Linked DNA regions of Mus musculus: regions 2, 3, 4, 5, 6 and 7 are each linked to region 1. A link is a contact called in public Hi-C and HiChIP or PLAC-seq data. All regions are on one chromosome and are shown on one strand. Each heading gives the region's core, a stretch centred on a gene start, on an enhancer-like site or on the middle of the called end of the contact. The rest is flanking DNA. Distances are from core to core; before and after follow the strand shown.

Evidence for each region. Hi-C and Micro-C count contacts between places; a contact is called where the count stands out from the background. HiChIP or PLAC-seq counts read pairs in DNA pulled down with a chosen protein or histone mark.
Region 2: a contact with region 1 is called in a Hi-C map of bone marrow-derived macrophages, with 11 read pairs. The contact joins the enhancer-like site here to the promoter of A230028O05Rik in region 1. A contact is called at or near these places in 2 of 39 promoter capture datasets (the C10 cell line and the SN4741 cell line), 1 of 15 datasets of contacts at CTCF or cohesin (large pre-B cells), 4 of 484 Hi-C or Micro-C datasets (CD4 T cells, the HPC-7 cell line, bone marrow-derived macrophages and 1 more), 12 of 115 datasets of contacts at active chromatin or transcription factors (acute myeloid leukemia, bone marrow-derived macrophages, cardiomyocytes and 7 more) and 1 of 9 other capture datasets (embryonic stem cells).
Region 3: a FOXA1 HiChIP or PLAC-seq map of pancreatic cancer cells shows a contact between it and region 1. The contact joins the enhancer-like site here to the promoter of A230028O05Rik in region 1. A contact is called at or near these places in 2 of 39 promoter capture datasets (the C10 cell line and embryonic stem cells), 1 of 15 datasets of contacts at CTCF or cohesin (large pre-B cells), 13 of 484 Hi-C or Micro-C datasets (B cells, bone marrow-derived macrophages, cardiomyocytes and 7 more), 11 of 115 datasets of contacts at active chromatin or transcription factors (acute myeloid leukemia, astrocytes, craniofacial prominence and 6 more) and 1 of 9 other capture datasets (embryonic stem cells).
Region 4: a contact with region 1 is called in a FOXA1 HiChIP or PLAC-seq map of pancreatic cancer cells. The contact joins the enhancer-like site here to the promoter of A230028O05Rik in region 1. A contact is called at or near these places in 2 of 39 promoter capture datasets (the C10 cell line and liver), 3 of 484 Hi-C or Micro-C datasets (all in liver) and 11 of 115 datasets of contacts at active chromatin or transcription factors (Th17 cells, astrocytes, bone marrow-derived macrophages and 8 more).
Region 5: an H3K27ac HiChIP or PLAC-seq map of cardiomyocytes shows a contact between it and region 1, with 12 times the contacts expected there. The contact joins the enhancer-like site here to the promoter of A230028O05Rik in region 1. A contact is called at or near these places in 1 of 39 promoter capture datasets (the C10 cell line), 1 of 15 datasets of contacts at CTCF or cohesin (pro-B cells), 9 of 484 Hi-C or Micro-C datasets (the C10 cell line, double positive thymocytes, large pre-B cells and 5 more), 11 of 115 datasets of contacts at active chromatin or transcription factors (DN3 thymocytes, bone marrow-derived macrophages, cardiomyocytes and 7 more) and 1 of 9 other capture datasets (embryonic stem cells).
Region 6: a contact with region 1 is called in a Hi-C map of cerebellum, with 4 times the contacts expected there. The contact joins the enhancer-like site here to the promoter of A230028O05Rik in region 1. A contact is called at or near these places in 4 of 39 promoter capture datasets (the 3T3-L1 cell line, 3T3-L1-derived adipocytes and pre-B cells), 4 of 484 Hi-C or Micro-C datasets (the C2C12 cell line, cerebellum, embryonic fibroblasts and 1 more) and 1 of 115 datasets of contacts at active chromatin or transcription factors (large pre-B cells).
Region 7: a contact with region 1 is called in a FOXA1 HiChIP or PLAC-seq map of pancreatic cancer cells. The contact joins the enhancer-like site here to the promoter of A230028O05Rik in region 1. A contact is called at or near these places in 2 of 39 promoter capture datasets (the SN4741 cell line and embryonic stem cells), 2 of 15 datasets of contacts at CTCF or cohesin (large pre-B cells and pro-B cells), 18 of 484 Hi-C or Micro-C datasets (the C10 cell line, the MNK3 cell line, adipose-derived mesenchymal stem cells and 13 more) and 13 of 115 datasets of contacts at active chromatin or transcription factors (the HPC-7 cell line, astrocytes, bone marrow-derived dendritic cells and 7 more).

The regions. Positions count from the first base shown.
Region 1 is chr16:25,057,916-25,061,412 of GRCm38.p6, forward strand. It overlaps A230028O05Rik (RIKEN cDNA A230028O05 gene), which reads left to right and starts at 1,724. Exons shown (of 3, transcript NR_040374.1): 1 at 1,724-1,888.
Region 2 is chr16:24,134,329-24,137,837 of GRCm38.p6, forward strand. No RefSeq gene overlaps it. Among named protein-coding and RNA genes, the nearest start is that of Gm32126, 23 kb to the right of the region's middle. Within about 2 kb of position 1,778, at least 77 of the 459 cell types and tissues checked have an H3K27ac peak or open chromatin away from gene starts, as enhancers often do. A contact at or near this core is called in the HPC-7 cell line, acute myeloid leukemia and bone marrow-derived macrophages, where this site is marked.
Region 3 is chr16:24,173,036-24,176,301 of GRCm38.p6, forward strand. No RefSeq gene overlaps it. Among named protein-coding and RNA genes, the nearest start is that of Gm32126, 15 kb to the left of the region's middle. Within about 2 kb of position 1,751, at least 32 of the 459 cell types and tissues checked have an H3K27ac peak or open chromatin away from gene starts, as enhancers often do. A contact at or near this core is called in muscle stem cells, myocytes, pancreatic cancer cells and 1 more, where this site is marked.
Region 4 is chr16:24,093,474-24,096,572 of GRCm38.p6, forward strand. No RefSeq gene overlaps it. Among named protein-coding and RNA genes, the nearest start is that of Gm31583, 5.0 kb to the left of the region's middle. Within about 2 kb of position 1,463, at least 33 of the 459 cell types and tissues checked have an H3K27ac peak or open chromatin away from gene starts, as enhancers often do. A contact at or near this core is called in Th17 cells and pancreatic cancer cells, where this site is marked.
Region 5 is chr16:24,258,370-24,261,700 of GRCm38.p6, forward strand. The region is part of intron 1 of Gm31814 (a long non-coding RNA gene); the gene reads right to left. Among named protein-coding and RNA genes, the nearest start is that of Gm31814, 3.2 kb to the right of the region's middle. Within about 2 kb of position 1,407, at least 9 of the 459 cell types and tissues checked have an H3K27ac peak or open chromatin away from gene starts, as enhancers often do.
Region 6 is chr16:25,958,952-25,962,010 of GRCm38.p6, forward strand. It overlaps P3h2 (prolyl 3-hydroxylase 2), which reads right to left. Exons shown (of 15, transcript NM_173379.3): 15 at 333-1,499. The coding sequence ends at 1,407. Among named protein-coding and RNA genes, the nearest start is that of P3h2, 150 kb to the right of the region's middle. Within about 2 kb of position 1,605, at least 29 of the 459 cell types and tissues checked have an H3K27ac peak or open chromatin away from gene starts, as enhancers often do. A contact at or near this core is called in cerebellum and pro-B cells, where this site is marked.
Region 7 is chr16:24,198,337-24,201,371 of GRCm38.p6, forward strand. All of the region lies in intron 1 of Gm31814 (a long non-coding RNA gene), which reads right to left. Among named protein-coding and RNA genes, the nearest start is that of Gm32126, 40 kb to the left of the region's middle. Within about 2 kb of position 1,610, at least 76 of the 459 cell types and tissues checked have an H3K27ac peak or open chromatin away from gene starts, as enhancers often do. A contact at or near this core is called in bone marrow-derived macrophages, fibro-adipogenic progenitors, granulosa cells and 3 more, where this site is marked.

The DNA of each region.
Region 1 (3,497 bases), core at 474-2,973:
ACTGGTATGGTGATGTGGGGACCAGAGAGCAAATAATCAGATTGCTCACAGCAATATTTCTCTGTGACTGAGTGGGCTTGTGGTCGGATCTAAGAAAGAAGTAAGTGTGTTGACCTCAACTCAGGATGCAGACAGGCCCACTTTGGGCTCTCTCCATACAGACTCACCATCAGATGACCATGAGCCAGTCATTTCCTCCCTCCAAGACTCTTCAAGGACTCCATCAAATGGGCATGAGGCTCCATTGTGCTTATGCAGACTGCAGTTGGTCATCAAGGTCATGGAAAGTCTTGGCTAGCTGTGAGTGTGAACCCGAGGTGGGTGTAAGACGCTGACAGGGAAGGAAGTTTTGCCCCCTCTGTAGTTCCTCACAGGGCATTGTGCTGACAGAGCCGTAACAGATTGACTCATACAGAACACTAGGGAAAATGGGCATGATTGCCAGTTCCTAGGCCTGGAACTGGCTTCAGCTGGTTTACTGGTGGGATTCAGGGATGGGAGGTGCAACGGGTAGGTGCCACACTCAGGAAAGAGGGGTATTCTAGAAGGAGGGGTGTTCTTCCGTGCCAGAGGTTCAGGATGGGAGACGTTAAGCTCCAGTCTGGGCAGGCAGAGGAAGGGGCTGGCAGGACCCCATGCTTCTCTTTAGCTTCACACTGACTTCCCGCTCTCACAGACACGTCTCAAAACTCTGTCTCAGCCTCCGTTTCTCCAGCTGTAAATTGCAAAGACCCTACTTTTCAACATTTTGAGAAAGGCCTAGTACCCTCTCTCATCTACTCTGCGAGACTACTAAGGAGTGGTGAAGTTGTTCCAATAGTCGCTTGGTTTCTGCCCTGAGCTCAAGTTCTTTTAAGCCAGTTCTGGAATCCTTTGGGTGGTGGAGCGCACAAGGATTCCTGTGTGTCAGTAAGTGAGCGTACGTGACAGAGGGCTTTTAAATGAATCACTTTGTATATAGCAGGGCCGCACCTGCTCCTCAGACTCTGAAGGCAGTGCGAGCAACAAGATCATTCAAAAGCGCCGCTTTCCATTCAGGTCTATAATTAGCCAGCAGGCTGTTCACCCCTGGAGCTGCTGGGACGGGCCTGGGGCAGCCTGGAGGGGCGGAGCCGAGCCCCTAGGCCCGCCCCTTGGATTCCTCCTCCCGCTGTCCTGTCGGGTCTCCGGTTGTTCTCCCCACCCCCATCTGCGTTCTGGACCGTGCCGGGCTCTACGGGGCAGGATTCCTGGAGGACAGGGCCTGTCCACCCTCCTTTCGGGCTCCCTCTCCAGCTAAGAAGCCCCTCGAGGGATGCGACTCCCCTGGAGCAGCTGTATTTAGAGTGGCATCCTCTTCCCCGCCAGCCGGCTTCTGCGTCCCGCTCTCGGGGCTACCGCCCGCTCACCCCGCCCAGCTCTCCGGGCCCCTCCCAGCCGCCTCTCCCTCTTTGTCGCATTACATAGTAATCTGAGATGCATTGGATGGGCTCCAGGGAACAGAATGTACTTGGCAGAGGCGCGGGGCTTGATGTCTGCAAAATGTCGGAAACTCAGCCAAGAGCTGCTAACTGGGTCATTAACCTCCAAAAGCGAAGCGAGGGCTGTAGGCCCTCTCTGCCTCCCTTCATCTCGCCAATAAAAGTGCCTCAGTGTGAAGGAAAGAAAAAGCCCAAGGTTGGCTGCTTTGATTTCTAGGCACTGAAGGCAGACCGGTCTCCTCCCCCTGCCCGCGCCCCAGCTCCTCCCGGCTGCCTTTCTGTTCGGAACCAAGAGTTTACAAGTGGCCTTTCAAAGGCCCAGCAGCCCTGCAGGGCCAAGCTGCAGCATCTGTGAAGATGTTACCCTCCGCCCTTCCCAACCGCACAGCCTCAGACCCATTTTCTCCCCCCTGGGTTGCGAGGGAGGGGTAAGTTTGGAGGTGGGGCGAAGAAGAAAGTTCTAGTTTAGTCCTTCGGCACTATTCTGCTCCTCCCCCTTTCTGCTTGCTACTCCTCTTCCTTCTACCCTTCCCCTCCTTCCTGCTGGAAAGCTTACGGTGCTCCATATACAAAGCCTGGCTGATGAGCTCCTGGCAGCAGCTGTCAATCCTTTCTCTGCCTGTTAACTGTTACCTGTTCTCAACCTACCTCACCAGTTGGTCTTAAGGACCAAAGGAGAAAGTCCCTCTTTGATCCTGTGACCTTCAGGTCTCTAAAAGCCTAAGGTCTCTAAAGTCCAAAGGAACTCCGGACTTGTAAGTCCTGGAAAGTAAGCAGAGAAAGAGTCTCCCAAAGGCGAAATATCAAAAAGGGAGAGCCACTAAAATCCACCCCCTTCAGATTTCTGGCCATGTTGGACTGCCAAAAAGGTACTTCCTGTGATCATCCAAACCCATTTCTCCGTGGCTAGAGACTCAGGGAGAATTTGGTAGTGAAACCCGGAAGTGGTGTCTTCCTCAGATGAGAGTCCTTGATGGAGAGAGAAGACCACTTGCCCAGCAGAGACAAAGCAAACCCGGGGAGGGGAGAATTGACTTGGCGAATCATACTTAGAAACAGATGTCAGCTTGTCTACACAGTAGGCCAAACCCAGCCCGGGGTGCCCATGTCATTCTTGCCGCGGTCTATGGCAGGCATATCCGATTGACCCTGCCTTTCCCTGAGCATCCCACAGAGGCTAGTTTCTGGGCTTGATGACCTCTGCCTGACTTCCTACTGCCATGCCTCAGTTCCTCTGTAGCCATCAAATCTCAACTTGGGTGCCCCCACCTCTCTTGCTGCCTTCTTTCAGTTTTTCTGAGAGATTTACTAATGTCCTCCAGATAACCAGTCCCTTTGTGCCTGTGTTAAGTCTCTTGTATGGGATATAAGTTATTATATAGTTATTGCTCCATGGGTAGAACTCATTCCTTGTCAATATCAACACCGATGGCAAAGGCCACCCAGCACCCACCCTTCTTGATTTGCCTTCTCTTTGTTTAGGTAGGCCTTCTATCTATCTATCTATCTATCTATCTATCTATCTATCTATCTATCTATCTATCTATCTAATATTACATATATTTTATAATAATTACATATAATTTATAGACAGGGATTATCTGTGTAGCCCTGGCTGTCCTGGAACTCGCTCTGTAGACCAGGCTGGCTTTTGACTCAGGGATCTGCCTGCCTCTGCCATCTTAGTGACGGGATTAAAGGTGTGTGCCACCACAGCCTGGAGTCCTGAATAGCTTCCTTCATCACGCTAAAATGTCTGGCTTGGGTTGCATTTTATGTAGTCACCTTACTGAGGGCCTTTATGTGAGTGTCTGGCTTGGTAAAAGTCATAGCTTGCCTTGAGGGCTGTCCTGGGGCTGGCCAACCCTTCTGTTCTCACCAGTCTTCTGGAGGCAGGCTTCCATATACTCTCTTCTTCCTCCCTTGAGATAGCCTCAGGGCAGGAAAAGCCGCATTTTCTTTTTGACAAGTTTTCCCGGGATTTCTTAATACTCTGATTCCACAAGAAGTAGCTCACCACAGCTCTTCTTATGCTTC
Region 2 (3,509 bases), core at 528-3,027, 920 kb before region 1:
GGAAGGACAGGAAGGACTTCTTCCAGAGGCTAGATGTGGGATTCTTTTCCTTGTCTCTTCAGCTTCTCTTTGTTTTGAACCTCTTTCTCAGTCTTTAAAGTCCATCACTCAAAGCTCTCTGCATTGTCATCAACCCCGACTCTTCCTTCGCCCCACCGTATAAACATCCAGGTGCTTATGTGGTCCCTTCAAGATGATCTAGGATGAGTTTCCACCTCTCAACTCTCGATTTAATCTTATCTGAACAGGGAGATAGCAGGCATTCACAGCCCTGGAGGTTAGGTCCTGAGCAACTCCGAGGCCATCATTTAGCCTATCACAGGTGACAAGGTGACAGGTGGATGGTGGCAGTTGTTTTGTACAGGCAAGTGCACTGCTGGTTGTGTGTTGCCTGTTGAAAGTCACTCTCCTCTGCCACCTGACATGCAAGACCAAAATAGAAGCCCTGTGTTCTGATTCAAAATTAAATGCTCTTTCAGGCACAGCACACATTGCCTCTCAGCACTGGCATTCACTCTTGCAGACAGCCCATTCTTGTATAGATAGTAATTAATATTTGCATAATGCTTTAGAGTTTACAGTGTCCCTTTTTATTTACATGAAATCATCAAACCCCTACAATAACCTTCTGAGATGGTTATTATTAACACAGTTTTACATATGAAGACACTAAAGCTCCGAGGAGTGAAATGGTTTGTCCGAGGTCACCCAGCTGGTAAGGGCGAGACCACAATGCAAAACTCGGAACTCACACTATGCTCAGTTCTAACTAATGAATCTGTACTTGGCTCACTTCACTAGATGTGTTAGTTACCTTTTGGCAAATACTCAAATGTTGACTTGGATCTCAGACATGTTTTGGGAGAAAATGAATTTATAAGTTTCTTAGTACTTTGTAGTATACAGAATGACTTGTGACACCTAACCATCATCTCTATGATCATCATCATCTCACCATTATCACTACCACCACCACCACCATCTGTTCTGGAGACCAAGAAAATTCAATAGGTGAAAACTCTACTTCTTTTTATAATATTGTGCCTGCTGTGTTGTAGTTCTTAGGAACAATGATGTTATAACATATCTCGGGGATCTATGGTTTATTGGTCACTGTTGACATAGCCAAACTCCTGTGCCCTCGCAGATAAACAAGGTGGCTCACTGTTTGGTGAAGCAGGAGTCCTTAGTCACATAACTTCATAGTGATGCTTGCTACCATTTTATTCCCTTGTAGAAACCTACCACTTGCTAGGTATATCAAGTCCAACTACTTGGATGAAGAGGGAGGAATTAAGGTGGACAAAATGAAGGACAGTGGGGACAGTAGGCTGGGGTCAAGTCGTGTGTGCCCTTTTTCAGGTGGAACTCCACTTCACCACCCCTCCTCCTCTTCAGCGCACCCCTTCCACCTTTTTTTTTTTTTTTTTTTTTTTTTAGAATAGCCACCAACATCTGTAATTTGCAACCTCAAAACAAAACTAGAGGTTCACTGGGAGGACTAGCCAAGCTGGCCTCCACATGTGGCGGAGCAGTCAGCCGGCCCCCACTTCATTTGAGTGAGACCGCCAAAAGCCTTCACGTGGCGCCTTGGCCACAGAAGTATAATTAGCAAGTGCTCCCTGCCCCTCACAATGGCCACCTTCACTGGGCCAGGCAAAGGTGACAGATGGCAGGCAGGTGCATTCAAATGGCCTTGGTTTGACCAAGGGAAATGAAGTACTAAAACCTAACTCAGTCCCACAATGAGTCAGAATGGGGGTGGGGAAGGCTCTCAAAGTCCTCTGGCCCCTGTTCTTAGGAGAGCCTGTTGCTTCTGGTTGTTGCCTTAGGACTCATGGTTCTAGAGCTCTATTCCTATGAGACAGCCACTAAATTGTTTTTGGCCCTTACTAACAATTCTTCTTGCTTTCAAACTCAGCTGTTTAAGTGTACAGGTTCCGGCCATCTAAAACTGTCCCTAGCCTCGATAACCCTTGCTTCTGCATATTCAGACCCCACCAGTACTTCATGTTCCAATTAAGCTCTTCTTAGAAGCCTTTCCCTAGCCCAGTGAGGTGGCACATGCTGGCAGTTCTTATCTTTGGAAGACCAAGGTGAGAGGATGGCTGTTAGCTAAGGACCAGGCTGGTCTATGGAGTGAGACCTTACCTAAAGCACAGCAACAAAAAGAAGCCCCTAGCTAAACTGAGCAATTCCTAGCTCCCTAGGCACCCTCTTACCCTTTCCCTCTCGGTTCTAATGTATAGCAATTTGAAAATGAAAATAGTTTCTCACCTAAATGTTGAGTGCCCTGCTAAGCACTTTCACACTTGTTGGTTTAATTTGCTGTGTCACTCCCTGACATTAGACCAAAAAAAAAAAAAAAAAAAAAAAAAAAAAAGCCCGGAAGACAGAGACAGTGATTCATTGCTCTGTCCCCTGCCAAAGCAGAAGTGTGTTCTCCATAAATTGTCCCTGGGTTAACAATTTCAGAAAACTATTTGAAAAAAAAAATCTTAGACTGGTAAAGAATTTAAAGTTAGCCAGGACTGGTCGTAGCCAGGAGTGGTCTCCCTTGGCTTCTACTCTGCTTCACTGGGCTCAGGATACCCTGCACATACTCCATACACCAGTGCAGCCCTTTCTGTGACTCCTCTATGGTCTCTGGGGACCTCCTCGTTGCCAAATCAAACTACCTTTTTGCAGTCTTCCTCATTCTCAGATCCGCAGTAGTATTTTCATTTTAAAAGAAAATTAACTGCTTCATCAATTCTTTTCAGTGATCTGGGGACCAAATCCAGGGACTTATTCTTGCTATGCAAGCACCCAACCACCTCAAACTCATAGCACTTTAAAAAAATCTCTCCTGGACCCCCACTGCCCATCTCCTGATGTGAGCACATCCCTATGAGATTCTTCAAAAATCCACTTTGAGTTTCTGTCTGTATCTCCTTCCTAAATACGCTTCGAAGCCTGGTGTGTCCCAAATCTCTGCCTCTGGCTCCTAGTTCCCTCCCATACAGTACCACCGCCTTCCCAAACACCAACTACAGCTCCAGGACAGTGCTTCCTGCTGGCATCTTAAAGCCTGCTCAAAGGGCAGTTCTCTTTTCTATTCCTTCCTCCCTGTTGCTGAATCTGGTCTTGGTAATTCCTGTCTGGCCTTGATTAGGGGCTTTGCATGGACTCCAGTGAGGAAGTTCAGAAGCACTCTTTCAAGACTGGATTGCCACATGCCGATCACCTGCTGGGAGTTTAACTCTGGAAGTTAATATTTCAGCCATGCTGTCCCTTCCTCCACCCATGGTGCCCTGGCTCAAGCCCTCATCTCCTCTAGCTGCAGCATCTAGTCTGTACATTCCTTTATGTAGCCCTTTAGAGAGTAAACATAATCAAGGCTCGCTCTTGCCTTGTAATTCCTCTTCAGATGCACTGCCTGCAAGACTGAGGTGAGATGCTCTGGCAGGGCACACACCCCTCCTGACATTCTGAGCTAATTTCATCTCTGTCCCTGCCACCTCAGGCTG
Region 3 (3,266 bases), core at 501-3,000, 880 kb before region 1:
TTGACTCCTGTTACCAAGCATAAGACAAACAACTGCCAGCTCCCTCATACCTGGTTTCTCGGTTTCCTATTTTACACCCCCTTGCCAAGCCTTTTCCCCTCTGGTCACCATTCTTTGAAGGTGTTTATCCGCATGTCTATTACAGCTCAGCTTCTTTTGGAGTGTATGGTTGATCTTACCGAGGCTTAGATTCTAGAGCGCTTGAACGTCTCCCTTCCTTCCCTAGTAAAATCTGGAGAAAACAAAGTGGCCCCCAAGGCACCAAGGAATACAGATCTGAATGTGATCCCTTTTCTAACTGCAAGATGATTCCAGTCTCTCCAGGAGGTAAAACTGGAAGAGAAGTAGCTAACACTCAAATGGCTGCAAATACCCACCCCCCCCAAAAAAAATAGGAGATCAGACCAGACATCCCCATATATACCGAGGTAGGATTAAGGGAGGTCCATTTGGAGTAGACTGAAAGTCTGAAGCTGGGCTTGCACTTGCAGAACTAGGAATGGTGCACAGGCACAGAACACAAGAGAAAGTGAACAGTGGAAAAGTACAGGAGCAGGAAGACTGAGTAGCTTCACCTGGCTGGCGTGCAGCACTGCGTGCTCAAACCGGAGCAAGAGGGAGAGGACTGAACAGGAAGGTGGAGATCCAGGTAGGGGTGTATGGAGCCGAGTGGGGAGACCAGTTGGGAGCCTTTGGAGACTTGAGAGGGCGGGGGCAGCGAACACTATAGGCAGAGACAGAAGAAACGAGAAAGGTTTCAACAGAGTTGCCTGGATTCTTCCAACTTCTTGACTCACACTGTTCCCTGCCCACCTGCCCGCCTCTTAGAAAGCTTATCTTTTGATCTTCCAGGTGCATGACTTTCTGCCCAATTACTTGTCTTCAACCCCTCCAAGCAGGTCAACCATGCAGCTCAGGAGTCTCATTGTCACACTTGGCCTCAGTTGCTCCTGCCACTGTCTACCTTGCCAGTACTCTGCATTAGAGTCCCAGGAGAACAGTAGCTTGAAGTCCCCCAGGTTCTTACATGAAGGCTTGCTCATAAGATGCTACATGAGGACCTGAAGACAGTTTGAGCACAGGATGGCAATGGGGAAATCACCCTCTTTCCAGGTCTGTTCAGTGGACTAGTCCCAGTTGTAGCCCATCACATCTACTCTTAGAGGATTCGAATGGGGACAAGAGGGACAAGGGAACCAGATCAGGAGGAGTAAAGGACCTCGTTTTGGTGAAGGAACCCACTCAGCCACAGCCACCACTAGTCCTAAGAATCACTGGCTAAGAAATTCAGAATAGAGAAAGTAAAAGTGCGGTCTTCACTGAGCAAGGGGACCTTGGGCCTCTCGGTCTCTCTGAGCATCAGTTTTTACCTTTGTAAGATGACAATTATGACATATGCCTTATGTATTTTCCTGGGCTGTTTTCAAGCTAGGAAAGACAGAAATTACCATGTTCTGTCTCAGCTGCTTCCTCCTACCCCTCTCTCCAGAACAGGCAGGTATGGAGATGAGAGAGATGGAGAGGGAGAGGGAGAGGCAGAGGGAGAGAGGCAGAGGGAGGGAAGAGGGGGAGGGAGGAGAGGAAAGAGGGAAGAAGGGAGGGACGGAGAGGGGAAAAGAGAAAGAGAGAGAACCTACTATCTGGAGAGTGCAGACTGTGGTGCACCCTTGGTTCCACAACAGCCTGAGCACTAGCCTGTTCTGCTCATGTGACTGGTTCCCACAGGGAGCAAATGGCCCATGATCACAGAGTGAGTCAGAGGATAAATCCAAGTTGGGAGGATCCCAGCCTCCCAGCCTCTGTTTTTCACCACCCCTACACCTGTGGCTTTCTAAAAGGAAGGTCACAAGAACAGAGTCTGTGGCCCAAGGACTAGACTCACTTGACTCCTGAATTGCTGCTGAATACTTACATAATTGGAAGGGACGAATGACTTAGCCTCGGGCTAGATCAGACACCATTTTTAAAAACCATCATTTGGAATCCTGGATAACCCTCCCTAAAATGTACAGCACTCATGCACTGAGAAGACAGTTCAGGGTCCAAATCGGGGGCTTCCTACCATACTCCTTTTTTTTTTTTTTTTTTTTTTTTTGTCCTTAGGTGCTAGTTGGCTCCAAGGAGAAGAAATGGTCCTGTGTACTAGCTAGTGACTATCCTTTATCAAAGGCTTTGTAGGTGTCAATCCTCCTAGACACACCTTACAGAAACCTACTTATGTCGTCCTCTTCACAACTAAATGATAAGTTAGGATACTTCTATTCACAGGAAAAGGGAGGAGGGGAGAGGAAAACCTAAAGTGTTAACCTGGACAACACAGGTGTCTTGAACTCTTGCCTCCTCAGACTGCTCTAATCACAGAAGTTCCCATAAACAGCTGGTGCTGTTCCCGTTCCTCCTCAAGACCACGACTGTTGAACAACAGATGCCTTTCTCCCTCCCAGGAGTCTAGGAGCAAACTCTGCCTCAGCCACGAGCTTGAATGTTTTAGTCTGCTGGTTAACTCACCATTCCACAAGCATTTCTCAAGGACAACACTCTGTGGGGTTCCAAGAGGCTGGGCCACTCCCTTGCCTTCAAAGCTTTGAAGGTAAGCAAGTAGCAATGGAGCATATTATCAACTCCAATCGAGGGAGGGCAACTTGGGTCGCAAGACGGAATTAAAGGCTCCTGTCTAGAGTTTAGAACTTAGCGAAGAGAAAAAGAGATTATGTGCACGCAGCAAGAGCATCTAGAACAGTAAGCCAGGCCAATGATATGGGCAGAGGGCAAGACACAAGGGAAACGAGACTGGAGCTCAAGCCAGGGCCAGACCAGCTTTAGTGGGCCTCTCAATACTTCCACAGCCCTCTGGTCCTACTCCATCCCAGACTTAAGTGCCGTAGCTTCCCAAAACCTCAGTTTCCCCCTCTGTACAACAGAAGCCAAGAATGCTCCCTATAAGGTGACTACTGGAAGGCTGGGCCAGGAGCATCCCCTAGGCTAGGGATGCTTAGTCTCCCCAGGCTAGCAAGGCAATGTAAATCATAGCTATTTATAATGGAGCAAACTGAGGCTCTGAAAAGGCATTGCCTCAGCAGCCAAGCACTCCCTCTGGAATCCTGAAAACCTGCTGCCTGCTGCAGGGCTGTGCCCAGATCCCAGCTGGAAGCAGGCTTATCTCTTCTCAGCTCCTGGCACTTCTTCTCATCCTGCCAGGATGTGCTTCATACAACAAACACTAAGCTGCCTGCATAATTCCACCTACAGAAGAGAACTCGCTGAGC
Region 4 (3,099 bases), core at 213-2,712, 960 kb before region 1:
ACCAACTCACATCTGTACTTGCTAGTTTTCAGCTGTAGAACTCAGTGGTTAAATGAGACGCTCTCTGAGTTGCTTTCCATCTCCAACTGGAAACCTTAGATAACCTGAACAAATACCTTAACTTCACAAACAGAAATAGTGGGATCGCTTTAAGGAAGCGAGTGGGAGTCCACAGGACCGAGAGAGATATGGGGATTAAAAACGGGCGACTATGAAAGATGAGTTCAGCCATCCCTCATGGAGCCACAGTTCTGAGCAAAATAGGCCCCTCACCAGCATGGGGAGGGGCAGGCTGGGAAGCCCAGTGAGAAGAACCCCCAAAAGCCTGGGAGCCCGGACATGTGCTTCTGGGCCAAGCCCGCCCTTGTTTGCCCAGCCACCCTGAGCCTCCTGTCACTGTGGTTTGAAATCAAAACATCCATTCTTCCACAAGGTCATGAGCGCTCAAGAGTCTTACTGCCTCTGAAGACAACCATTTCTGTCTGGGTGAGTTCTATTTATCAGAAATGTTTCAAAAGCATGCTAATAGCATCCTTAATTGCACACGCCTCAGTGTTCTTGCTGGCTAGCTGATCAGCTATTTGGGACCTGGTTACTGTGCAGTAGGTAATTCCCTGGAGAATTACTGTCCCCACAAGTCTCTGCTGTCTGTTGTACTGCAAAGAAGGCTGGTCCTCTACCCAGTCCTCAGCCTCTCGGCTCACATACCTAGCTCACATTAATCACTCAGAAAGCACATTGGTAACTTACTGCTTAAAAAAGAATGTGGATTTTGGGGTATTTTTTCCCTCTTCTTTAATCAAGGGAGTGTTGCTCACTATTTACTTTATGAGACAGTTGCACACAAATGATTGGGATTAAGTACTGGCTTGACTGAAGTCTTGGTTTTGGCTCACTCAGAAGTGATGCAACCCAAATCCAGTTATTTGCCCTCTCCAGGTCTGTTTCCTGGTACAAAAAAAATTAATAATATTTACTTTATGGACTATTGAGAGAATTAAATTAGGTGGCTTGTCCCATGGGAAGTACCATTAAGTAATTAAGAAGACATCTTTTCTCCACAGTTCAACCTTATCCACAGTCCGAGTCCTCTTTGGTACCGCTGACCATCTTATTGGTCTCAGTTCTGTCCTCGGAGACCATGCAAAGTAGGCCAAAATCCTCTTTCCACTTGGCCGTCTTTCAAGTATTTCCATTTGACCACAAGCTCCATACATGGCAAAGGACCTCTCCCGAGAAATTGAGGTGGGAAGAAAAAAGTGTATTCAGGACTTCACCACAATCTGGAGAGAGAACCAAGGAATCCCAACTTCTGCCCTGGAGTGACTGACCACTTCACACCTACCTCCAAGAACAGAGGGGCCAGCCAGAGCTCTTAGAAAATGGCACTGTGGTAGCACATGGCACCGAAGTGCTGACACATGGCTCTTTGATGTGGGCCTTAGCTCATGATGTTGCTTTATTTCCTTAAGTTCGAAGATAAGCATGGGCCACTAGAACCACTTCAGTGAGGAGCAGAGCGAGCTGCCCCGAAGGCTTTTAGGAATTTTCCCACAGAAGTATTGCAGCCAATTGTGCAAACTTGAAAATGGTTTCATGCAAATCTATTTTGCAAATACGTACAATCTTTTTCTGAATTGTTTTTATAACCCCACATCTCTGCACTATCGAAACCCTCAGATACCTGGTTTCTTCTCTCAGGTGGAAGCAATTTCTGAAGCAAGAGAGGGCTTGACTCAATAACTGAAGACTTGGACAAACTGCTCTATGTGTTAAACGGGCACTGTAAGAAACCTATTTGCTACCCTTCTGCCTGCTTGGGATGTGAGCACTCTGTGATCCCTGGTTTAGAAGTGTGACTGACGGACAATTGGAAAATCCCTTTAACTATGTGGTCCTGTAACTTGTCCCACAGGGAACCTTCTTAGCTCTAGGTGATCTTGAAGCTTGAGCTCCTACCAGGAGTTAGTAGCTTATAGGGGTCAGGGAGGGGACCTTGGCAAGATTCCTCCACTAGGATACTAAGTAGACTCAAAGTTTTCAAGGTTACTTTGAAACCAAGAAGCACTACTTTCCCATCTATATTTATTCTAATGGTGAGGTAGCTTCTGGTGAGAATTTGATTAAACAGTGCACTGAAGGCTGCCGTTCACTGTTATGTCTTGATCAAAATTTCAGGGATGTATTATGTTATTTCCTGTGTGAGACTGGAGAAACCTCCCCTCCATGACTGACAGCCTGGTAGGACAAGCTAAGACTTTAATTTTGACCTCCTGTCAGTCTCAGGGCAGGGCTCAGTCTATTACCATGATGACTAGATCAGAAAGTTGACCTTATTAGTCATTCTTCTCTGTCTATAGACAGTCCCAGGCAATGTTTACGATATGACTTCTAAGAGACTAGGAGTCTATCCATTCCACTTTCTGTACCTGGAGCAGCTAGAGTTCAGAGCCCTCTGTCTCCAGTGATAAGTAGTCTTCTCTCCATGCCCCAGGATAATAACGCTGTGGCTTGATCTGTGCACTGGAAAGCACCGAGCTTCACGGTGAATCTTAAGTCTTTCAAAATATACAGTGTTATTTTAAAATTATGGGGACAATAAAAACTAGCCAGCCTTTGGTTGTGCCAATTTTGTCCCTAAGGTCACACTTATGTGTGGAACCCCCTCCTTGTGACCTGGTGCCATGACTCTGCCTGTCTCCATTTCTCCGTCTAGAGAAGAGAATCTGTAACTTCAAAGACTTAGGCAAGCCCCAAGTACTCTCCCACAGAAACTGGGTGAAAGGCTTTGACTGCTCTGCCCCAATCCCACAACTGCCCTAAAATAGAGTCTGCCTCAGATCCTGCTCATTCAGCTCAGATATGATTTCTTCCAATAAGCTTTCTCTGACTCTTCACATTCCACCAGCCAAGCTGGAACTGTAATTGCTCTGTTCTCCAAATTGCCTTTTCTTACAACAAAGAGCAGTTTCTGAATCTTGGTAAGTCCTGTGTGAATAGACTTCTAGAGAGTGGCATTAGGGTGGGGGTAGGGGTGGGGGTGGAGTTCTTGATTACGTGTTGTTCTTGATATCCCTTTAAAGCACTTCTGGTAGGATG
Region 5 (3,331 bases), core at 157-2,656, 800 kb before region 1:
CATAACACTATGGGAAGGGGAAATATGGCAGCAAGAATCTCCTAAACTCAGGTGCAGGCCAGGAACAAGGCCACATGACTCCAACCTGCAGCCCAAGTGGATTTTGAGGTGATGACTACTGGTTCTGACTGTTGTGGTGGTCACACAAATCTACACCTGACCAACCCCCCCCCCCTTCTGGTGTTCCAAGACAGGGTTTCTCGGTGTAGTCCTGACTGTCCCAGAACTCACTCAGTAGGCCAGGCTAGCCTCCAAATCAGAGCTCCACGTGACCAGGCTCCTGAGTGCTGGGATTAAAGTGGACATGTACTTCTACAGCCCCGCCTTCTCTAGGCAGGCTTTTCCTATGTGGCCTCATACTGATAGACTCACTCTGGATGACCCATTCTAATTTTACAGAACTAACTTTCAATGTAATTACATCTGTGTCTGCCTATCAAATTTAATGGTTGGCTCTTGCTACATTGACTTGCTATAAAACATGTATCAAAAGTTAAATATGGTTGGCACTAGGGTTGAATATGACTGTTAGTATTAGATATAATATGATTATCATTCTTCTGGGTAAATAGCTACATAAATCTTTAAACTTCAAAGATGGCCTTGCCGGACCAGAGATTTTCATTCAGGATTTTGTTTGTTTGTTTGTTTGTTTGTTTTTGTTTTATTTTGGGGGGGGGTCTCTCCTTTTTTTTTCTCCTTCCCAATGTCTTTAGGCCCTTCCAGATCTGTCTCAAGTATGTTTTAAAAGTCTTGATAAATTTGTCAAGATATCCTTCAGAAAAAAATGGTGTCAAATTTCATTGCCAGAAGTCAGGGAGTGCCCAGCTCCCCGTAGCCTGTCTCTTTAGTCATATTATACTGTGACCATTAGAATTTCAGCTTCCTCAAAATCCTTCTCCATACATGCATGGGGAATGATCTTTGAAAGCTAAAATAACTCTCAAGATCCTGTATGTAAGCTTTAATATACAAGCTGGCCACAGTATGTATATTTGCTTATTGGTTAAAACAAATATCCCATATTTTTCTTAGGCATTAGGTTTTCCTATTTAAAGTTAAAACTCTTTTGAGTTACTGATTTTTCAAGCAATAATCATTAACTCACCACTGAAGCTGTGATCTCCAAATATTTTTAATCAACACAGAAAAACAAAAACAAATAGTCATAACAAGACTTTTTTCATTTTATATTTTTATATTATAGTTTTATATTTTATATGTATATAACTCTCTAATCTAGGCCTTAAGAGATAATAAATGTTGGCATCGCTTATATTTCTGGCTAAAAGGTAAGCATGAATAGAAATTCTAGAATTTTCTGCCCACTCTCCAAAAGTTAGTGTTTTGTGTCACATCAATGAAGAAATGCTTTGTAGATTTGTCTCAAGGGAGGTTCTGTTTAGTACACGGTACCACAGTTGCTGCCTTCATGAGTTCATAGGCCACCTAGGAAAGTGGCAAGAGGGCATCTACACTGGAGGTGTGATAGCTGACAGGGAGAGATTGCTCCCAAAGAGGGAAGACTTAGTCTGAGGACACAGAGGCCCTGCAAGATTATGATAAATTCTAAAAAATGTTGACTTCTGCTCCCTGAGGAAGCCTTTCTCTCTCCCCTGCTCCTCACAGATGCAGCAACCTCACAGGATGTCGGCACAGAGAGGCCGGCTGGGGGACAATCTGTACACCTGCAGTGTGTGACTGTTGGTGGGTTTTTCTTTTGTCTTTTTTTTTTCCTGTTTGTTTAATGTATATATTTTTGCCTTTGGGACATAGTGACACACATTTCTGCTTCAGCAAATGCAATGCCATAGCAAAGGGAAAGACACTCCTTTAGTACAGAAGGCTGAACCTTAGCAAGTTGCTGTCTAATGATCCTTTATTGATTTCTGCTTTGGTGGTGGTGGTGGTGGTGGTGGTGGTGGTGGTGGTAGTGGTTATGGTAGTCTCACTACCTGGCTTGAAATGCCCTATGTAAACCATGTTGGCCTTGAACTCACAGAGATGGCCCTGCCTTTGTTTACTGATTGCTAAAGGCAGACACTACCACAGCAGACGTTTGTTACCTTTAATTATAAGAATTACCCATTCCAGAGAATGACAAGTAAACTTCCAAGACCTTTGACCTTTCCCTGAGTCTAAGGTACCCAGTAAGATCTGGATTGCCTGCCTGCCTGTTTGTCTGTCTGTCTGTTTGTACCATAGAATTTTCTCTTAGTAAAGAAGGTGGCCATGGCCATGCCCATTGCAGAAGAATTGTTCAGTTCCAGGTCAGTGAGACCCACAGTCTGAGATCTCATCTCACCAGACCGCCAAAGGCAGGTAGGATAAGTTATAGGTGTTTGTGTAAATATTTTGTATAGATAAATGAATATACATTAGAAAACTTTAACACCTTATCTATATAGGTTATCACTATAAAAACATATTGATGCTGTTCATGAATGTGTATTTTTTTTCCTCCTGCCTTTGGGAAATAGGCAGGAGGGAAACTACTTCTCTTTAGACATAGGGTGTTACCCCCCTACTTTAGCCTTTTATTCATTGTGTAAAAGATCAGGCTTGGTTTTCTTGTTCTGTGTTACCTTATTCAAGATAACTTTTTCTAGTTCTATCCATTTACATCTGATAGAAGACTAATATCCAAAATATATAACTAAACAGAAAACAACCTTAGGTATCAAGAAAACAAACCCAATTAAAAACTGGGGTACAGATCTAAACATAATTCTCAAAAGAGAAAACTCAAATGGCTGAGAAATGTTTAAAGAAGTGTTCAGTATCTTCAGTCATCAGGGGAATGAAAATCAAAACTACTTTGCAATTTCATTTACATCCACCAGAATGGCTAAGATCAATAACACAAATGACAGCTCATGCTGTCATGATACAACAGTAAGGGGAACACTCATCCATTGATGGTGGGACTGCAACTTGTACAGGCAGTATGACAATCAGTGTGGTGATGCATCAGGAGTATGGAAATAGATCTACATCAAGATCCCAGCTTGGGCATCTTGGGTCCATAGCCAAAAGATGCTTCCTTCTACCACAGACACACTTGCTCAACCATGTTTCTTGCTCTCTATTCATAATAGCCAGCAATTAGAAACACCCTAGATGTTCCTCAACAAAAGAATAAAGAAAATGCAGTAGAGTTTCCCAGTGGAATATTACTCACCCAGCAAATCCTTTTAAAAACAGAAGAAAAAAGAACCATACAAAGTGTAGGTGCATAGCACTTCTTAAGTATGGATTGAATCCTGCCACCACCCGGATTAACAGTGAGATTTTCCTGTACACACAGTGTCAAATATTCCATGTGACATTC
Region 6 (3,059 bases), core at 355-2,854, 900 kb after region 1:
AGTTGAATTTCTCAGTTCCACCGAGCAAAGTCTTCTTAGCCCTAACCAGATCACAAGTGGCAGAAAGTGAACCTCCCCCTTTACTGGAGCACATTGCAACAGTGGGTGTGGTCTGAGAGCAGAGCCTTTGCAGTGAACCCCGAAGTCTTTGAGTTCTCTGAATTAACACTCCAGCTCGCTAGCCAGTCTTGTTCCCTCCAAAGCAAGTTACCCACTTTCTTGCAGACCACTGTCTGCTGGCAGAGTTGTCATGGTCCATGTGTTCCTGGGTTGTCCCAGATAGTTACAAAAACATCATTGGAAGATAAAATAGGTGTGCATCGGAAGACAAGTTCTGTAACAAGGATCCCTTTATTAAACACTTCAGACACAGCATGCCTGTGTGAGCTGACAGCAGCAGGAAGAGGAGGCTGCCCAACAGAAGCCATTGAGGTGCAGCCTGTGAGAAACAGCTCTGAATTTATACCAGCAGGAGCCCCTCTCCAGCAGCAATAGTGCCTAGGGCAGGGCAATTTAAGGTATTCATTCTTCCATCACCACTGGGGGTGAACCTACACTGCTGGAACCCCTGTTTAGGTGTCCCCTCTTACAGAGCACTGTGGAGGGGAATCAGAACTTCATTTGAAAACACCAGTCCTAACATTCTACCCAAGGGGACCCCGTGCCATAGTCCTTAATCCAGTGGTGGCTTCCTCAAGCCTGAAAGATGCTGTTCTCTGTGATTCTTGGGACTTGGCAGACTGTGTCCTGGGAGCTCCTGTAGACACAAGGCAAACTTGCTGTGAAGAGTCTGAACTCTCAGCCAATGGAACCATGAAAGGTGATGGGGGAAAGGCAGCAAACCATAGAAGCCTGAGACCAATTCACATCCTATCTTTAGACCTCGGGGCACACTCTAGCTGTGGGGTGCTGAGTGCAGGCTGATCATGTTGATATTCTGAATATGCTGCAAAGTAACTGTGTGTGTGTGTGTGTGTGTGTGTGTGTGTGTGTGTGTGTGTGTGTGTGTGCCATGTAGTGTTTGTGTATCTGGGTGGTATGTGTTTCTGTATGTTTATGTTTGTCTTATGTATGTGTGGCGTATTTGGGAGTTTGTGCCATGTGTACATGGCCTGTGTGCACTTCTGTAGTGTAAATTCTGTTGCATGTTTACTGGTGTGACATGAAGAGTGTGGGTGTTGTGACTCAGTGCGGTGTGTGCTTGAGGGTGTGAATGGGCTCTGAATGATGAACTGAAGCAAAACAATGAAGACCAGAAGAAAGCAAATGAAGCGAAGTTGGGAACAGGGGGAGAAATCTAACGACTCTTAGTATCCTGTTAATTTATACTACGGCTCTGTACAAAAATAAAAAGGTTCTCATAAGATCATCTATTTAAATAAATATTCAATAGAGCACTCTCTTTTCTATAGCTCATCTTTGGGGTTAATATTCAGTCCATGCTTCCCGCGCTGTTCTTGATCCAAGATGGCAATCACTTCATCTGCCTGTATCCGCTCCTGCAAAAAGACAATTGACACATTTCTGGTACAAGTGTAATAACCAGCCCGGGCAGCAGATGCTTCCCCAACATTTCCAGCCAGCCATCTGTGCACAGATTGGTGCAACACCCAGACAGGGATAAGCCTACTTCAGCCAAACCGGTACGCTCTTCACACATCCCCACATTCTATGCAATTACTTTCCGAGATGGCTCTTACAGAAGATGTTTCATCTATTCATTGGCTTCCTACCCTTTCTGTCTCCCAGGCATCATCATCTCTTACTTAGCTCAGTGTCTCTCAGAAAAGAATACTCACCTTTTGCCAGAAAAGCCTGGTCCTGATCTCCCACACTTGATAAGGTTTTTGGCCCTGTCTTTCTGTGTCCTGTGTCTGTCCCTGTCTTTTTAATGGAGAATGAAGGACAGAGTTTCTCAGACATGGTACTACTGACATTTGAGGGAACAAAGACAGAGACAGAGAGAGAGAGAAAGAGAGAGACAGAGACAGAGACAGAGAAACTTTCCTGTATACTGCTAATGTTAACATCCCTGGTCTAGAAGATGTCTCCACATTGTGGGAACTAAAACTGTGTCTGGACATTGTGAAAGGTCCTCTAAATAGCTAAGCGCTACATCTTAAGAGTAACTCATTCAGATTCTTCTCACTGGGTATTCTAGAAGGTTCCAAACAAATTTCCCTCCTTGTTCAGGCTCCTGGTAGACAATCTCCCTTAAGTCTAACTGCAACACTGTTCCACATGGCACTCACCATTCTTCTGTTGGTTCCTGGTTCTGTTTACTTGGTGAGCTTTCAGATTTTTAATATTGTTTTTTCTTCCTCAGTTATATTGTGTGCTGCCCCTCTGTTGCCCACCTTATACTAAAACTTTTGGTTACCTCAAAGTCTCTGAGTATTCATTCTCAAAATAGCTTCCCAGCCCTGGTTTGAAATACACCCCTTCCCCCCGAAGACTCCCAGTATAGTCTGTGTTTTCTTTTACCCCTGTACCAGTGCAGCATAGAGACAGCAGGTCTTCTTAAACTTCCAAGGCAACCTCCCCTTGAAGTTAAACCCTTGTGACCTGTGGTACTCCTCTAATCTAAGTCGACATGTTGGCTAATGTCATCTTTTCCGTGTAGTCATCCCCTACGACTAGGGGAGCTTACAAGGGTGTGAGGAGCGAAGGATGGCCACAATGGCTTCTTAGCAGCTAGAAAAAAGTCCACCAGCCTAATATGAAGTGTGAAACACTGCCCCTGGCTCCTTCTCACCCTTACATTCAACGCTCCTTTTAGAAAACACGCCGTTCTGGCTACTTTGGCCTTCATTCTGTGGGCTGTGTTTTCAGTTTTTTGTTTGTTTGTTTGTTTGTTTGTTTGTTTTCTTGGTGCTAGGGATAGGGTCCAGAAGCTAAGCACATGCAAGGCGTGTGCTGCAACCCTGAGCTGCCTCCCCATCCAGTTTTGTTTCTCAAGTACACTACCCCAAACCTCCGGTCTTCTGCAAGCCATCCTCCCTCTCTTCCAGTGTTCCTTGTAGTTGGCTCACATATCCTGCATTTGTAAATAGTTCGTC
Region 7 (3,035 bases), core at 360-2,859, 860 kb before region 1:
GAAGGGATGCAGAGAGGAGTGACTGAGGAGAGCTAGGCTGGTGAGATAGACCTGCAGACAGCATTATTACTGCCCTAGCTTTGGGATACTATTTCTGTGACTGCTAAAGGGAAAGGGCCTTCACAATACTGAAAGAGTAAAATCCTGGAGTGTGGGGGAGGGTCACTAAGCACATTTTCAACCTCAAGGCTATTCTAGATGACTCACTTGGAAGCTTTAATTTTTATGACAGATTATTTTTTTAGAACAGTATTTTTTAGGGGTTCAAAAAGCTTGCATGTAAAGAATTCCAAAGCTGAATGACCATCCAGAGACTACCCCACCTGGGGTTCTATCCCATATACAATAACCAAACACAGAAACTATTGTGGATGCCAATAAGTACTTGCTGACACTCTGCCAATGCCTAACAAATACAGAAGTGGATGCTTATAACCATCCATTGGACTGAGCACAGGGTCCCCAATGAAGGAGCTAGAGAAAGGACCCAAGGAGCTGAAGGGGTTTGTAGCCCCATAGGAGGAACAACAATAGGAACCAACCAGTACTGCCATAGCTCCCAAGGACAAAACCAAAGAAAACACATGGTGGAACTCATAGCTCCAACTGCATATGTAGCAGAGAATGGCCTAGTCGGTCATCAAGGGGAGAAGAGGCCCTTGGTTCTGTGAAGGCTCTAAGTCCCTGTGTAGGGGAATGCTAGGGCCAGGAAGAGTGAGTGGGTAGGTTCATGAGCAGGGGAGGAGGGAAGGGGTAGTGGGTTTTCAGAGGGGAAACCAGGAAAGGGGATAACATTTGAAATGTAAATAAAGAAGATATCTAATTTAAAAAGTTAGGAAACTATGAAAAATAAAAATTAATTAATTAATTAATAATTCAAAGCCAAGTGTTCTAGTAGTCCATAAGGAGTCATGCTGCAGGCTCTTCCTGATGATACTCTGCATACATTCTATCATTTGCTCTTCAAAGCCAGCCTGGGAAATAAAGTGTCAGGAAGACCTTCCTTTACCAGGTGGTAGAAAATCAAGATGCTAACTGGCCGAGCCACTGGTCAAAAACCTCAGGTAGTGGAGATAAGGCTGTGTGTTAGCCCAGAACCCTCACTGCTACCCGGAACTATCCGTTACTACTATGCTCCCAGGCATTCTTCACTGCCCAGGACAACATCCTTTAGCCTCTGGCAGCCAGCTCTGAAGGCCTGGATCAGGGTCATGGCCCCAAGTTCCCCAGACGAATGGAGTGGCATAGATCACCCAGAGCAGCAGGAGAGCCTCGGGTATCAGCTGACTCGCTCACCTGACGTTGTCGGCTCTCTGATGCTCTGGGAGCCAGAGCTGGCAAAATGAGCTCGGGAACCCTCTCCTGACTTCTTATTCTTCTAGAGACTTGGCATTCAAAAACCAAAGAGATTTCCACAGGTCCATCGCCACAGACGTGATTAGGAATTATTTTGTGAAGCCACCTACTAATCCTGCATCCTACTGGCCAAGGTTGGGCAGTTAACAGTTTCTTTAGGGACTTCCATTAGCCAACCTAACCGATAAAGTCCAGAGGGACTAAAGCAGAAAGAAATGTGACGGCCTATGAGTCACTCAGTCTCGACCTTCAGCATGTTTTGAAAACGCATTGTGAAATGCTTTCCAATCAATACAGCGCTGGGCAGTAACAAGGCTGGGTGGGGGTTGTGCAAGAAGGGAAGCGGACCATTTATGCTGGGTCATTTGAGAGGCTCCAAGTTCTTACTGAGAGAAGGACCTAAAAACACAAGGTCCCCATAACAGCGTTTAAACGGAATCACAGAAAACCAAGCACCAACAGGGAACAAAAGTGGACACCTTTCTTCTCGGCAGAATAGCGAAATGGGTGGCTTATATTTACACCCCCAAGCTAGAGAGTCTATTCCTTCCTGTCAAAGTCCAAGACTGGTGTTAACCCCAAATGGCTGCTAGACGCTTCCATGCTGCCGACAGCAGCCTAACCTTCAGGCATTGCGAGCAAGTGAGTGATCTAGCAAGTGTCTGAGGTGAAGGAAGCAGCTGGTGAGAGGCAGGTGCACAGAACGCGGAAGCTGAAGATGGCTCAAGGTCCACCTGCCACTTGCAAGGCCTCTGACTGTGGGAGCAGTCACATTCCCTGTCAGACCCTTTTCTTTCTACCAAGGAGAGAAGGCATCTGCCCCATGGATCACATGAAACTTGAAAGTGATGAGGGCCATGCAGACTCTTTGCAAGCTCCACATGCACACAGAGGACTATTATTAGTGGAAACCCATCAGCATGATTTTGCAAAGGCAGATGGAAAGAATTTCCCACTTAAAGAATGGCACTCAGGTATGACTTTGTGGTTAGAGGCCAAAACCAATCCTGAAGATGAGCCTGTACACATGACAGAGAACATTTGGGTACCAGTTGGTGCCAGGCTCAATTAGTTGCTAGCTTGGGTGCCTGGGAAATGCTTAACAACTGTTTCTACAGTGGTTAAAAATAAATAAATAAATAAAAATATAAGATTGGCTGTAAGTATTTGCACCACAGCGCTATTGAGGCCACAATATCAGTAACACGGGGTAAGGAAAAAAGGCCCACAGCTGGCCCACACGTGTAAGTACAGCCAGATCAGGCTCTGCTCCCCACTAGAAACATCTGAAAGATTAGTTGGTACAAGTACTTTGAAAGCCCATTCGACTCATGCCACCTGAGTTTTAACAAACAAAGCCGCTCCATGTCTTCCTCTAAAGCTTCAAATGAGAATTCGTACTTTTATTTAAACTTGTCCTGGTCATTGTTGCAGAGAATCTTAACTGTGTCTTTGTCAAAATTGTTGGTTCCTAAACCACAAGCCTGACATTGTGCGTATGTGTGTGGAGGAGGGGGGAGGGTCAGGGGAACCCTTGGTTTTCAAATCTAAGGACTGAAGAGTTGATCAAACAGGATAGGATGGAACAGTACAGGGAAGAGGAGAAAAGTCTGGGACCGATTATTAGCAGTCTCAGCGGTGACACTTGTACGGGTGGCCTGTTTTCTGAGGCCCAGATT